Regions from separate parts of the Mus musculus genome. Here region 1 is linked to region 2. A link is a contact called in public HiChIP or PLAC-seq data. All regions are on one chromosome and are shown on one strand. The core of a region is the stretch at or near the end of the contact, and the rest is flanking DNA. Distances in the headings are between cores, read along the strand shown. Region 1 overlaps Cracdl (capping protein inhibiting regulator of actin like). Region 2 overlaps Inpp4a (inositol polyphosphate-4-phosphatase, type I).

Region 1 (3,364 bases), core at 793-3,292, 320 kb before region 2:
GCATACCTGGGTACTGTGGCATGTGTGCACCCAGAGATACAGTTTTTTTTTTTTTTTAAGAGCAAAGTAGCTGCAAAAGATTTGAACCATAACAGAAATCAGCAAAATCAGCCAAAAGCGACCAGGTAGGCTGCCCAGAATCTCACAGAAAGGCAGGACTGGGACACGGACCCTGGTTTAAATTATCCAAGAATGCCCTAAGACCTGGGACACAGTACCAGGAACACACATCTCTGGACTTGAACGATGATTAAGTAAGGGCTCATTCTCTAGAGCAAGGCCTGTGGATAACAAGGCTATGGCTTTTTGTCTGGACCTAACTAATTCAGATCCACTGGGGATGGACACTCAGGCAGCTCTGGGGGAACAATACTTTTATTTTGTAACTTGTAATTCATCACAATACAGCTGTGTGTCTCACAAGGTTGTATTTTGGACTGAAGAGAAGAGGAGGAAGCTTGAAATATCTTTTAAACATCAACTCTCATGTCAGGGTAAAATGCTAGCCAGGAGGATATCGCTCTAGAGGCAGAGAAGTTACACTGGCCACTTGGTGGAGCTGTAAGACTGAAGCTGGAGAACCAGTGGTCCTGCCCCCCACCCCCCCCCCGCCTCCCCCCCCCCCCCAAGCTAGCTTGAAGTAGAAGGGGGTGGTGGGGGTGGTAGATGCCTTGTATGACTGCAAAGTTGTTGGGGAAGGGGCAGTTCTGGCTAGCCCAGGGAAACTCTAATCCTACCCCCATCTCCTTGTGTTTAAAAAACAAGCCAGGAAGTAATCTCTCTAGCCACAAACAGGAACGTAGCTAGAGGACCAGGCTCTGGGGATGCAACCCATACGTGTTCCTTTTCATAGGAACCCAAGGAAAGTGGGACAGGGCCCTTGATATCTGTCTGTGACTAGCACACAGTAAGAACATGATTGACGTTAGTTAATGAAAGAAAGATGGTGGGGGTGCCGGTGGAGAGACAGACAGCTCAGCAGTTAGGATTGCACACCCTTCTACAGAGTGCCTGAGTTCAGTTCTCAGCACCTACACCAGGTGGCTCACAGCTGTCTAACTCCAGCGCCGGACTGTAATTACAGGCACCTGTGCTCTCGTGCACCCCACCACCACCGTGTGTGTGTGTGTGTGTGTGTGTGTGTGTGTGTGTGTGTGTGTGTGAGAGAGAGAGAGAGAGAGAGAGAGAGAGAGAGAGAGAGAGAGAGAGAGAGAGAGATTGAATGATTGATTCAGGATAAAAGAAAAAAGAAAAAATTTAGCCGGGCTTGGTGGCGCATGCCTTTAATCCCAGCACTCGGGAGGCAGAGGCAGGCGAATTTCTGAGTTCAAGGCCAGCCTGGTCTACAAAGTGAGTTCCAGGACAGCCGGGGCTACACAGAGAAAACCTGTCTCAAAAAACAAAACAAAACAAAACAACAAAAAAAAACAAACAAAAAAGAGAAAGAAAAAATTTAAAATTTAAAGGTGATTAGAGACCCGGTACAATGAGGTTCTAGAGGGAACGATGACTTTTTCCAGGTCAACACTGACGAACAGACAGTTTCTTTAGTTTCTGTGAGAATCTGTCATCAGACTCTGCAGCAACTTCTGCAAGGTCACAGGCAGATGGCCTGTGCTGGGGTGTCCTGGTGCTGGCTTCGTCAGTGACAGCCCCCTGGGTCCCTTTGCCTACAGAACACCCTGCTCTCTGCATCTGCCCTCAGTACACTGGAGCTACAGCCTTTGTTCTCCTGATTCTATATTGGCTCATAGTGATCTAGATGATCGGTTCTCAACCTGTGGGGCTCTACCCCTTTGGGCGTCACATAGCAGATATCCTGCATATCAGATATTCACATTGTAATTCATAACAGTAGCAAAATTACAGTTGTGAAGTAGCAACAAAAAATAATTTTACAATTGGGGAATACCACAATGTATTAAAACATCTCAGGGTTAGGAAGGTTGAGAACTGCTGCTCTAAAGGCCTAGACGTTGAGCTTGGAGAGATGTGTGGCCTGCCCCTGTATCAAAAGGCAGATTTATTTATTCTGTACTGTGTTCTGCCTGCATGTACACCTGCAGGCCAGAAGGGGGCACCAGATCCCATTACAGATGGTCGTGAGCACCATGTGTTTGCTAGGGATTGAACTCAGGACCCCTGGAAGAGCAGACCACCTATCTCCCCAGCCCTATTCTATCAATCTTAATCCTGAGTGGTCGCTGTCATTACTCCCCGGTTTGTATCTGATGCCCTTAACATGTAGATGGTCCATTTCCTCAGTGCAAAAACTGTGGGTTTCTAATTCCTCTGTTCATTTTACACATTGCTGGGTTTCTTCTATGAAGAACTTTCCTTTATCAGGAGCAGGAGAGATGGCTCAGCAGTTAAGAGCACTTGTTACTCTTGAAGAAGATCTGGGTTCAGTTCCTAACACCTTCATGGTGGCTCATAGCCATCTGTAACTTCAGTTCCAAGAGATCCGATGTCCTCTGATCTCCTCAGGCACCAGGCATGCATGTGCTATCCATCTATGTAGGCAAACCCTCACATGTGTGTAAATTAAATAAATCTAAAATTTTTTTTAAAATAGCTTTCCTTTGTCAACTTCATGAGAGCCTGAAGTACAAGCTGTTCAGGGAAAACAAACTAATGCTTGGTTGGTGTTCGAGTGGTGTCTGCTCCCAGAGTAGTCCCTGACACTGCCACACCTAACTGTGACCAAAAAAAAAAAAAAAAGTTTTTTTTTCCCTCTAAAAGATCATTGTGAACATTGTATTTTTTAAATTTTTTAAATTTTGCTTTATTTACACAGAATTCTATGTAACCTAGACTGGCCTCAAATTCACTGTATAGTCAAGGACAACCCTGCACTTCAACCATCCCTCCATCTTCAGAGTGTTGGGATTATAAGTGTAAGCCACCACACCCAATCCCATGCGGTACTCCAGAAGGAACATTGGGCTTTGTGCATATTAGCTGGGCACTCTACCAACCCAGCTCCATACACATCGACCCCAAACACTCTGATTTCGAATATATTTGGTGTGCCTTAGTCCATAACAGTCTTTATTCATTGTCTCATCTTGCGATGTGAAGACTTCCTTCTGATTAGCTTCCCTCTCTTTGGTCGTGAGCCCAGCCATTGCTGAAAGGTTCCTTGCTTTCCTGCACAGGGAGACGTCCCAGTTCAGTGCTGTATGCTTCCTGGCTTGGATCTTTTTCACAAGCTGTGTTTCCTTCCTGTCAGAGAGAACTTGCCTTGGAGATCACGGCATGGGTGTGGTGGCCAGGATGGCTACTCAGCTATAGTGTCTTCTAGACCACTACTGGGTAGGACTAGGAAATAGGTTTATTTCTGAGAGAATTCTGAGCAGTTTCA
Region 2 (3,524 bases), core at 409-2,908:
GTATGTGTGTGTGTGTGTGTGTGCACGCGCACGCACGTGCATGTGTACGTGAACTCAGACACCATCCCCTAGAGCTTAAAGAGGGAACATGGTTATGCTGACATCTTAGCTGCCTACTGAGGTGGATTCTGAATTTCTGGTCTCCATCCAGGAAAGTGAGAAAGAACATTACTGGTGTTTTAAGTCACATTTGCGGTGGAGACCACCCCAGGAAATGAATACAGGGAACCCAACAGGAAGTGGCTATGAAGCAATCCATACACTCCTTGGCACATGGTAGAAACTCAAGAAATCCCACCTAGTAAAGAGTGCCCTGCCACACTCTGTAGACTAAGTAAGTTTCTCTCCAACAAAGCCTTGTGCTGGGTAGCAAGCTCTGTGCTCTACAAACAAAAGCTCCTTCATGTGGCTTGTCTAGCCTGATCCTGTCTTTAAAGGGAGTGTCCCAAGGCTGCCTAAGGACTCAACTCATTCCATAGGACATGGTTTTACCACAGTCATGTGTCTTCATGCCTGCTACGATTAATTCTAACAGTTCATAGATGAACTGTGCTATGATCTCATGGAGCAGACCCTCCATCTCGGGATGCTATGCCGCATCTCCTTCAGCCGCACCCACCCTCCAGGTAAGAGAAGCGAGTGGCAGGCTGACAAGCAGATGATAGCACTGACTAGCACTTGACCCTCAGATCGCCCCGCAGTAACTTTTCATGTGAAGAGCTCCCTCTCCTCCGCAGCCCTCTGCTGACTTCTTTAGCCTTTGCTCTGGGCACTCCAACTCTCCCCTTCCCTCTTGAGGAGTGAGTCCACATGTTGAAACCCACTGCATGCAAGAATTCCACTTCCTACACTGTTTTCAAGTCGCCCCACCCTGCAGACTGCAGCCTCAGCTTCCTCTGGGTTTTCAAGGATGAGGAGGTCTTGTGATCCTGACAGCCTTTCTGCTGCCTGCTCTGATCGAGGCATTAAGACTGTCCCAGGGATCCTGCCACCCAGCTTCAACCTTCTTCCTCAGGCTGCAATGTGACTAATGTTTGAGGGTCATGTCTCTCACAGAGCCACAAAAGCCCTACCACATCAAGCCCAGGGTGGAGCCTCAAACCTCAAGAGAAAAAGTTGTTCCCTTCTTGAAAGCCACCATCTCACCTGGCATCTCTGCACCCTTTGTCTGGCGGGTCAAGGCTGGGTTTCCTCGGTGCAGACCTTGCACTCAAAGCTGATACTCCAAGGGCAGGAAGCTGACAGTGGGTACACAGAGTAAGGCGTGGCTGGGAGCAAGGGACGCCTTAATATTCTTCATGTCCCCACAACCAGCACTACACAGGGCAGACCCCAAAGGGCTAATTTCTAAAGTGTGTCAAGCTTCTACTTGCCCACATGGCTCCAGTCTCCCCTAAGCCTCATACAGGGGGCTCAGAAGTACTCTCATAGGTGCCTACAAGCTCTCTGCAGATGGTTATCTGTTCTGTTCTCTGGTGTATGTCAAGGATTGCAAGAGTGGTTTCCCATGTGCCCCAAGAACTACCAGCTAAACAAATGAGTAACAGGCAGGTAGGTGTGTGTCCAAGACTGCCTCCAGCTCAATCCTGAAGGTCCTCACAGAAACCTCTGCTCCCGTGACACTGCTCTGACTACTTTCCATATCCATTTGTCATGAACTGCCGTGCTCTCAGAGGGCAGGAACTGAAGGAACTGAAGCAGGAACTGAAGCAGCCTCATGCTGCTCTGCTGTGGACTTATGATACCCTTGCCCTCAGACACAGTTTATACTTGCTGAAGCCCACAGAGCCACCAGGAGTGCACAGTCAATACCAGCCCAGCCAGACAACACTGCTGCAGGAAGCCGGGCCATTCTGCTCCTGGCTGTCAAAAGAGGTCCTTCTTTACATACTTGACATGGCTCCACTGGGGACAGGCAGAACAAAGCCCCTCAGAGCCACTGTTCCTAAAGCCAGAGCCAAAGACATCACTAACAAAGTTCATTCAGGACACAGGGTTATTTTTAAAGGTCTTTGTAGCAACTAAAAGACACTGTTTTGAAAATGTGTAACTAGTATTGATAAGTAACAACTATTAGCTGTCCTCTGTAATACACAAAAAGTCACAGATCATTTCACAGATTAAATAAACACAGAGGTGCTAATCCAAGCCCATACTCTCCTTGCAGCCAGAGTGATACTCAGTCCTACAGAGCTCTGGCCCTAGAGGAGAGACAGAGGGTTCAAGCCAGCCTCTAACTGCTAACATATTGATGGCAAGTACAGGCTGGAAAGAGCCTAGCACACCCAAAGAGAAGACTGCAAACCTCCTTATGCTTCAATGATATACAGTAATGAGGAGAGGAGAGTGCACACAAGTATGAAGTGTGATACTATGGTGTGAAAAAGTGGTCAGTGTATACATAAGCATGTCTCATACAGAGTTTCACAGATCACATGGCACTTGTGTCTGCAGGGAAGGGATCTTGTGGCTGCAGATGGGATGAGGCGAGGGACAGACTTGGCCATATGTAGTGCTATATATTATAACGTGCCTATGTGCATATGCGTGTGTACATGTATGTGTGTGTGAGCACACATGAGTGTACAGACAAATAAATGGAAGGGGTGTGTGTATGGGTGCACACATGCATGAAGATGCACCTGCCTGTAGTACGGAGGCCACATGTCAATCTTGGTTATCAGTCCTCAGAGGCCATGCACTTTGTGTTTGAAGCAGGAGCTCAGTAAAGGTTGGACAGGCTGGCCAGCAAGCCCAGCAATGTGCCTACCCATCCCTCTTCAGAGCAAGCCCTAAGTGTTAACACTATCCTAGAACCCATATACCAGGGGTTCTCTTCTTCCTCATGGTCAGCAATGTTTCACGTGCGGCTTGGAGGGGGGAGGTCTGTACTTGCTTAGAGCAGGGTTCCCTTCTATCACTTCACAGATACAGATTCACCTTCAACTTTGTACAGCCCTGGATGCCTTGTAGTGTGCTTCAGCTGCCACACTGCATCACGAGACACAGCCACTCAGGACCAGTGTGCCTTCAGTTTCAGAGGTAACCCTGGGAGGGACAAAGAACCCAATCTTGGGAGAGCACAGATACAATTTGAGCAAGGATCTCCTCAAACCACAAGAATGAATATGAAATAGTTTGCTTTCTTTCTTTTGACAGTATTACTATGTAGCCCTGGCTGGCCTAATTTGCTATGTAGACCAGGATATATACACAAGTTTACAGAGATCTGCCTCCAGAGTGCTGGGATCAAAAGCATGAGCCACAGAGCTAATGTGTGATTAGTAAAGCCTCAAACTTTGTATACCAGTTAGTAAGCCTTAAGCCCTGTGGGACAGAGTCCCCCACTTCTCTACAGCCCTTGTGAACACCTGAGGTGATGTCATCTCTATTGTTGTTGTTTGTTCTTCGACTTGGTAGTCTCACCAGAGGAGACACTTAGCACTATCCAGAACTCTCTAGCTGACTGCTCAAGTAGGCTTCCCCAGTCAATTTCTGCTAGGATTTGGAGCTCTTGGTCAGAT

The links. HiChIP or PLAC-seq counts read pairs in DNA pulled down with a chosen protein or histone mark.
Region 1: an H3K27ac HiChIP or PLAC-seq map of regulatory T cells shows a contact between it and region 2, with 5 times the contacts expected there. The contact joins two enhancer-like sites. A contact is called at or near these places in 8 of 39 promoter capture datasets (the 3T3-L1 cell line, 3T3-L1-derived adipocytes, the HPC-7 cell line and 5 more), 12 of 115 datasets of contacts at active chromatin or transcription factors (acute myeloid leukemia, bone marrow-derived macrophages, craniofacial prominence and 7 more) and 2 of 9 other capture datasets (adipose tissue and liver).

Annotation. Positions count from the first base shown.
Region 1 is chr1:37,633,554-37,636,917 of GRCm38.p6, reverse strand. The region is part of intron 3 of Cracdl (capping protein inhibiting regulator of actin like); the gene reads left to right. Among named protein-coding and RNA genes, the nearest start is that of 4930470B04Rik, 18 kb to the left of the region's middle. Within about 2 kb of position 2,042, at least 11 of the 459 cell types and tissues checked have an H3K27ac peak or open chromatin away from gene starts, as enhancers often do. A contact at or near this core is called in bone marrow-derived macrophages and regulatory T cells, where this site is marked.
Region 2 is chr1:37,315,470-37,318,993 of GRCm38.p6, reverse strand. The region is part of intron 1 of Inpp4a (inositol polyphosphate-4-phosphatase, type I); the gene reads right to left. 4930439A04Rik (a long non-coding RNA gene) reads left to right here. Exons shown (of 4, transcript XR_003947777.1): 3 at 2,929-3,042. Among named protein-coding and RNA genes, the nearest start is that of 4930439A04Rik, 17 kb to the left of the region's middle. Within about 2 kb of position 1,658, at least 63 of the 459 cell types and tissues checked have an H3K27ac peak or open chromatin away from gene starts, as enhancers often do. A contact at or near this core is called in bone marrow-derived macrophages and regulatory T cells, where this site is marked.